2 separate regions of the Hordeum vulgare genome follow, and region 2 is linked to region 1. The links are chromatin contacts, called in public Hi-C maps. All regions are on one chromosome and are shown on one strand. The core of a region is the stretch at or near the end of the contact, and the rest is flanking DNA. Distances in the headings are between cores, read along the strand shown. Region 1 has its middle 130 kb from the start of LOC123402024. Region 2 has its middle 68 kb from the start of LOC123405047.

Region 1 (3,077 bases), core at 322-2,821:
AATCTCGTGATTTCTGCCAATTAATCAGGTAGCATCCCGCTACCTGTGCATGTAGTATCTTGCTGGTTTGGTTTGGTATAAGCAGCTTTGGTGGAGGGATGGGACATTGAGGGAGGGGATGGGGCAGAAATGGGAAGGAGACCGAATGAGCGGAGTGGTCGATTGTGGACTAAGAACTAGGGTTAAAGGAGTTTTTGTGGGGTCGTGGCAGGCTAGAGTGGGGCCACAACCCTACGTGTGGGGTCGTTTGGGCGTCCCGGTATGTGCCCCAAATATGGGATGGGTATGGGTGTTACCGGGCTGGGTATGGGGTTTGTCGAACACCCCGTACGTTTGGGCTGGATTTCTTAGTCCAGTTAGGTCAGGATTTTCGTTACGGGCAGTCACCGGTGAGGGTGCCCGGAGATTTGGAACTTATATAGGATGTTCGTTTGAAGATGCTCCTAAATTATCCTTCTTCTTGGTTACACCGGTTTCTTTGATAAACCTTGTTGTCTTCTCCAGGCGGTGAGGAGAAAGTTTTTCGTCATGCTCGCACACCAATGAATTTTGATGTTGGATACTTCAGACCGAATCGAGAGGTCAACGCCCAGCACTACAATTACAATGTGTTTTCGTGCATGAATGCTTTTCTGTTGTCATTGTCAAAGGTTATCCGGCTCCGGTATGGGAGTGATGATAACGGCAGGTAGCAGTGGAAAATTTGACTTACAACCTACATATTGAAATGACATTTTCACTTTCACACATTGACATTAGAGTTACACGCGAAGTAATTTATCTATGGCCAATATATTTGACTACCTCACAGATTGGCAACATTTTTAGTCGAGCAAGGCAGAACGTTAGCCATCATTAGTAGAATTTGACTTATACATGGGCATATCCTGGGTTGGGCTGGGCTTTGAGCCGGGCTAAAAAAAGCCCGCAACTGAAATCCCAGGCATGAGCCTGGCCCGGTTCGATTGTCGAGCCTAGCAAATAGGGCCCAAATCCGTCCTATGCCCGAATTTGATAGAGTTTGACTTGACCTCATATAAAATGACGTCTTCAAACTCGAGAAATTATTTACGTGCGAAATGAGCCGATCATTTCTTGAGTTCACAATTGCATGATGGTGATGCGAGAAACAGGGTTACCGCCATGGGATTAGCATCTCGTATTAAAACTTCGGGTTAGGTATGATTTTCAAAATTCCGGAGCAATTTAACGATAATTATAAAGCGAGATGCGAAAGCGGTGGCGGGGTCATGGACAAGGTGTTCTTTCCCGCTTTAGTTATTTTCTTCACTTTTTTGCAGTAGGCTAAAAGAATCAGAATGCAAATTCTTATTTGTTGTCTCATTCATTAACAATTCACGAAAACAACTCTAGTCTAATCAACTGCTCCTAGGCCGTTGATTGTTTCCTCGTCGTCGCCGGCCCGGTCCCGCAGAGGGAGATTAGGTTATGCTAATCTCATGATTTCTGCCAATTAATCAGGTAGCAGCCCGCTACCTGTGCATGTAGTATCTTGCTGGTTTGGCTTGGTATAAGCAGCCGGGACCGGCGGCCGGGTCGCGTCCCTTTTCGCTTTGGTGACCCGGTACCGGCGGCGTACTTCCGTGTCTCTTCCTGTTAGGACAAACGCTAGCTAATGTCCATGTGCAGCAAATAAATGGAGAATAATTGGGGGCTCGGGTGGTTTAACACCATAGCATGTGGTTGTATATATGGGCACGGGGAAGATAGCTGATGATCGGGGCCCCGGCGTCCGTCATCATTTTGGCGCCCTGCTCCTAATCATTTTCGACTCAAACCAGCTTGCTCGATCTGAGAAAAAAAAACTTGCTTCGAAGTTTCCCGTTAATTCCTTTCCAGCACAAACAGATGTTGGGAACAGGAGGCACGCACGGCCGTTGCTTTCGAGTCACACTCACTACTGCTGCCCCTACATGCACAAATTTGCAGCGGTTGGAGAGTCGACGTATGTACGGTGATATATACTTACGTACATGCGTGCGTACACAAGGCGGTTCTAAACCTCTGCTGCTATTTCGGCGAGACGCCCGCGCGAAATAGCGACCTGGCATGCGAACAGCACTACAGCGGATGTACGTACGTGCACCGGTACATGAAGCATGGTTGTGCCTGCTACTGATAGTCAAACTGCGTGTACCGACCACCTGCCACGAAACCAGCCAGCAGCCCGCCTACCGAGGCGTTCGCTTCCCGGCCACGGAATCGTATGTGGTACTACTTCACATAAAATAACGTTTCCGTGCCGGTCTCCAAAGAAAAAAGGGTGTGTATTACTAGTAGAGTAACATGTTTCCTCTGTTTTTTCTATGTCAAGATCGATTCAACGCCACGTGCCCATGCAGCTGCAAGTACGCACCGCATATATGCATCTTGTCCCATCTGCGATCAGGCTATCTCGATCGTGGCTGCGCGTGCACACGTACTATACGTCGGTAGGTAGGACGTGCCGATCGAGCCAGCCTCGTTACGTGCGTAACGAGATGTCTGAGGCGGTATCGAGCACGTACGGGCCGGCAACGATATGTGCATGTATATGTACGCGGCTGGTACGAGTTCCCGGCCGCCACTCAGGAAGAAAGTGCAGGGCGAGCCGTGGAGGTAGGTGCCGTGGCGTCGCGGTCGGTGTCCGTCGCGTCTCAGTCGTCCCTCTCCGGCGGCGTGCTCCACAGGATCAATACCCTGGCTTTGTCATGTGCGCTAAGCTACGACTACGAGACAAGACAAGTTCAAAATGACGGGGTGTAAGAGCATCTATCATGCATTTTTTCACTGTTTTAACTTTTTTTTCTAACATGAGCACAAAAAATGAACCAGACTTGAAACCATTTCACGATCTGACCCTTTTAGAAACGCCACAAGCCGTGGCGTTGCTGCCCCACTATGCAACGCCTGTCTACCGTGACGTTGCTGCCCTACAGTGACACGCCTGTTTATCGTGACGTTTTTTCTTTTTTGCAACGCCGGTCTAAAGGGGCGTTGCAGACCCACTGTGAAACGCCAACAGTGCTGGCGTTGCTGCCCAACAGTGACACGCCTGTCTACCGTGGCGTTTTTTC
Region 2 (3,218 bases), core at 212-2,711, 340 kb before region 1:
ACTTTAAAGTGAAAGTTGTTTGTATATTTAGACTAATATTTTGAAGTTTCAAAGTGGCCATGAAATTGAAAAACGTTACTAGATTATATTTTTTCGTGAATTCGGAAATGTTCTCGTAATTTTTCCAAATTTAAAATATGTTTTCAAAGTTGAAATTTTTCATGAATTTGGAATTATTTGCAGAATTCAGGAAATCTTCACGTGTTTCAATAATGCTCCAAAATTTAGAAGCGGTCATGAAATGAAAAAAATAAAACATATAAGAGTAAATCATAATAATAATAATAATAATAATAATAATAAAGATAGAAAAACATTTAAAGAAGAAACATAAAAAAGCAATTTGTGGAAGGTTGTAGAACCTTTCCAAAGCCGATGGGGAGGAAATCGGAACTAGGCATGCCCATATACCAGGCTCTCTCGCGAGGGGGGTGCGCCTGCTGTTCCGCGTCCTACGCAGGGAATATGATTTGCCGGCTTGCAATGTCTTTGCTGCAAGGAAATTTGAAATGGGCTGGCAAGTTAATATTTTTACAGGAATGCCCTAATTTGTAGGGCCACTTTAATCACATGTTTTGATCTAGCAATGAAAACGTGCCTCATCTTCACATTGAATAATAGCCGATTCAACTTCTTGAGATGCATGAGAAAAATGGGATCCGAGAAAAAAGTATGGCCACACAGATCCGATAAAGAAGAACTCTTAGGCTTCGTTGGGTGTAGACAATCAAGGCCTCAGAATTGAATATCAATATTGGGATTCAACCCAAATTGTTGAATTTGGATGTATATGCATTTGGCACTTGAAATTCAAGAAAAGAGACTAACATACACTGACCCCTATCCTTGTGGACACCTTCGAAATAATGAGCCGATACATCTTAAAATCAACGAAGTAATTATAAAGACATCATAGTCAACAGTAACATTGTTTCCCACTAAACGAACATCGCCAATGAACAAACATAAATTTAAAAAAAATACGAGCATCAGGGTATCCAGTGAGGCGTAATTAGGTCAGTCGAAACGTGCTTTGTATTCTGATAAGCCCCCTTTTATCCTCATGCTACCGTACCGACGCTTACACGGCGGACCCATCTAGATCCCGCAAGGCGAAACCATTGTTGCCGGAGTATGCAAAAGCTTGATGTGTGAGTAGTTTGCAGGTCGCCGGCACGCGAGAGGCCATGGCCAGAAAACAAATTGGAGATGCGTGACGGGTGGTTCCCCAGAATCCATGGGCATGTGGACCATGGCAGTGCCATTACTTGTTTCCCTGTTCCACTGACCATAAACTAATTTTCATGGGGGCTTTTAGCCGGGATGCATCTGAGGTTGTCGGTTGCATGGGACCTCTCATGTCTCATCCCAGTCCCCACCATCTGCTTACGACGACGACGGCGAGCTGATTGATTGATCGATTTACGGAATCTTAATAAATCATCATGGAATAATGACATTACATATGCGTGTGACCCCTTTCAGCTCGAGGACCACATGGCGAGTTCGTGGGACACGGCTCTGTGCAGGCTTTAAATTTTGGTGTTCCAATTTTAAGTAGAGCTATACCTGACCATTTCTCGGTCCGGGCCGGGCCTAAAAAAACCATGTTACAAAACCCAGGCCCGAGACCGGCCCGACCCGACTGTCGGGCCTAATTTTTGGACCCAGGCCCGGTCCGAGCCCAAAGAAGCCTGGATCGGTCCGTCAGATCCGGCCCGTCGTAGGCGTAAAATCAGGTCTTTACGGGCCCGGACCCAAGCGGGGCCCGACTGCCGGGCTTGATTACCAGGCCTGAGCCCGACCCATGGGAAAGGTCGGGCTGGGCCGGGTCGGAATTTTTTGAGCCGACCGAGCCGGGCTGCCCATGGCCATATACGTAGAGCTAGTGCGATTTGGCCGAAACTTCATGAAATTTACATAATCTTTAACAAGGATCCCATCGTCCGCAACCTTTGGATCGAGTGGTTCGGATGTTGTTTGTCATCCAACATCACCTGTGCGTTAAGACTAGATTAGGGAAGAATGGGTGTGGACGAAGATTTATACTAGATTAGGGGCCGAGCGTGGTTGTTTAATGAAATACGTCAAAAGTGTAATGAATTGTTCCACTTAAAGTGAAAATCACCCACGCAAAAGGGTAAAATGGAGGACCTTTTCTTTAGTACTCATTTTGTTTCATAATATAGTGCGCTCGTGCTTTTTGAGATTTAAATTTTATCATAAATTTAACTAATGTGGGCGACTGCGTTGGGAGTTTTCAATCGTATAATTTCAGCTTTCACGTGATCGTCCGCATTGATTAAATTTGTAATCAAACTTAAATCTTAAGAAGCACGGACGCACTAGATTATGAAATGAAAGGAGTATAAGTTATAAAGGAACAACCAAGTTTGTAATTAACTTGGACCAAATTATAGAAAATCTATGAACAAAGTATGGAATATGGGGAAATTCCAACGTCATGCACTAAAATGCCCCTAAATGACGAACCACATGGTTTGGACACGTTTTGCCATCCAACATCCAATAGCGTGTAGCAAACGTCCATGACACAGTATGAGTGCGTTTAATCCGGTAAACTAGAAACAAACTCGTGGAAGGTCCGGGGGATTAGGGAAGCCCACCACGTTGGATTCCGACACACCGACCCACCCGAACTCCCTCTCTCGGAGCCCTTTCACGCTTTGTCCCTCACGCCCAGTCCAGTATCGTTGTTGTACCACCCTACCCGTTGCCCAAACCTTGTCAGACAACCATAGCCCCACCCACGCGCCGGCCCACCTTGGATTACATTGATGTTGCACCTTGAATGGTCCGCAACCTAGGTATCCTCCGCCCGTGCTCACGGCGTCCATGGAAAACACCGCGCTTGGAAAGTGTTCAACTAAATGCGATCAAGATTTTTTTGGCATTCTAGTTGTTTACTTCGACGCAAGCATGATGGTGGAGTACTCAATGGTGAAGGATTAATTGTTGTGTGATGCGTGGTTTGCCAGAAGTGCGAACTTTGTATGGATGAAACAAAAGGGCATGATATTTTGGAAAATATTGTACATTATTGGTTTGATGAGCAAAAGCACTTTCTGCCCAACGACTTGAAATGTATCCATGATCGCAATGTGAAGTCGCTAGTCCATCGATGGCGTAATATTTCAAACCCCGTCATGAAGTGCTGTCACCCGACTTCACTAGTGGCCAGTGGGCACCTTACTCAT

What was found. Hi-C and Micro-C count contacts between places; a contact is called where the count stands out from the background.
Region 2: a Hi-C map of leaf shows a contact between it and region 1, with 4 times the contacts expected there. The contact joins two enhancer-like sites. A contact is called at or near these places in 2 of 6 Hi-C or Micro-C datasets (leaf and seedling).

The regions. Positions count from the first base shown.
Region 1 is chr6H:45,628,880-45,631,956 of MorexV3_pseudomolecules_assembly, reverse strand. No RefSeq gene overlaps it. Among protein-coding and RNA genes, the nearest start is that of LOC123402024, 130 kb to the left of the region's middle. Within about 2 kb of position 1,571, at least 3 of the 3 cell types and tissues checked have open chromatin away from gene starts, as enhancers often do. A contact at or near this core is called in leaf and seedling, where this site is marked.
Region 2 is chr6H:45,973,259-45,976,476 of MorexV3_pseudomolecules_assembly, reverse strand. No RefSeq gene overlaps it. Among protein-coding and RNA genes, the nearest start is that of LOC123405047, 68 kb to the left of the region's middle. Within about 2 kb of position 1,461, at least 3 of the 3 cell types and tissues checked have open chromatin away from gene starts, as enhancers often do. A contact at or near this core is called in leaf and seedling, where this site is marked.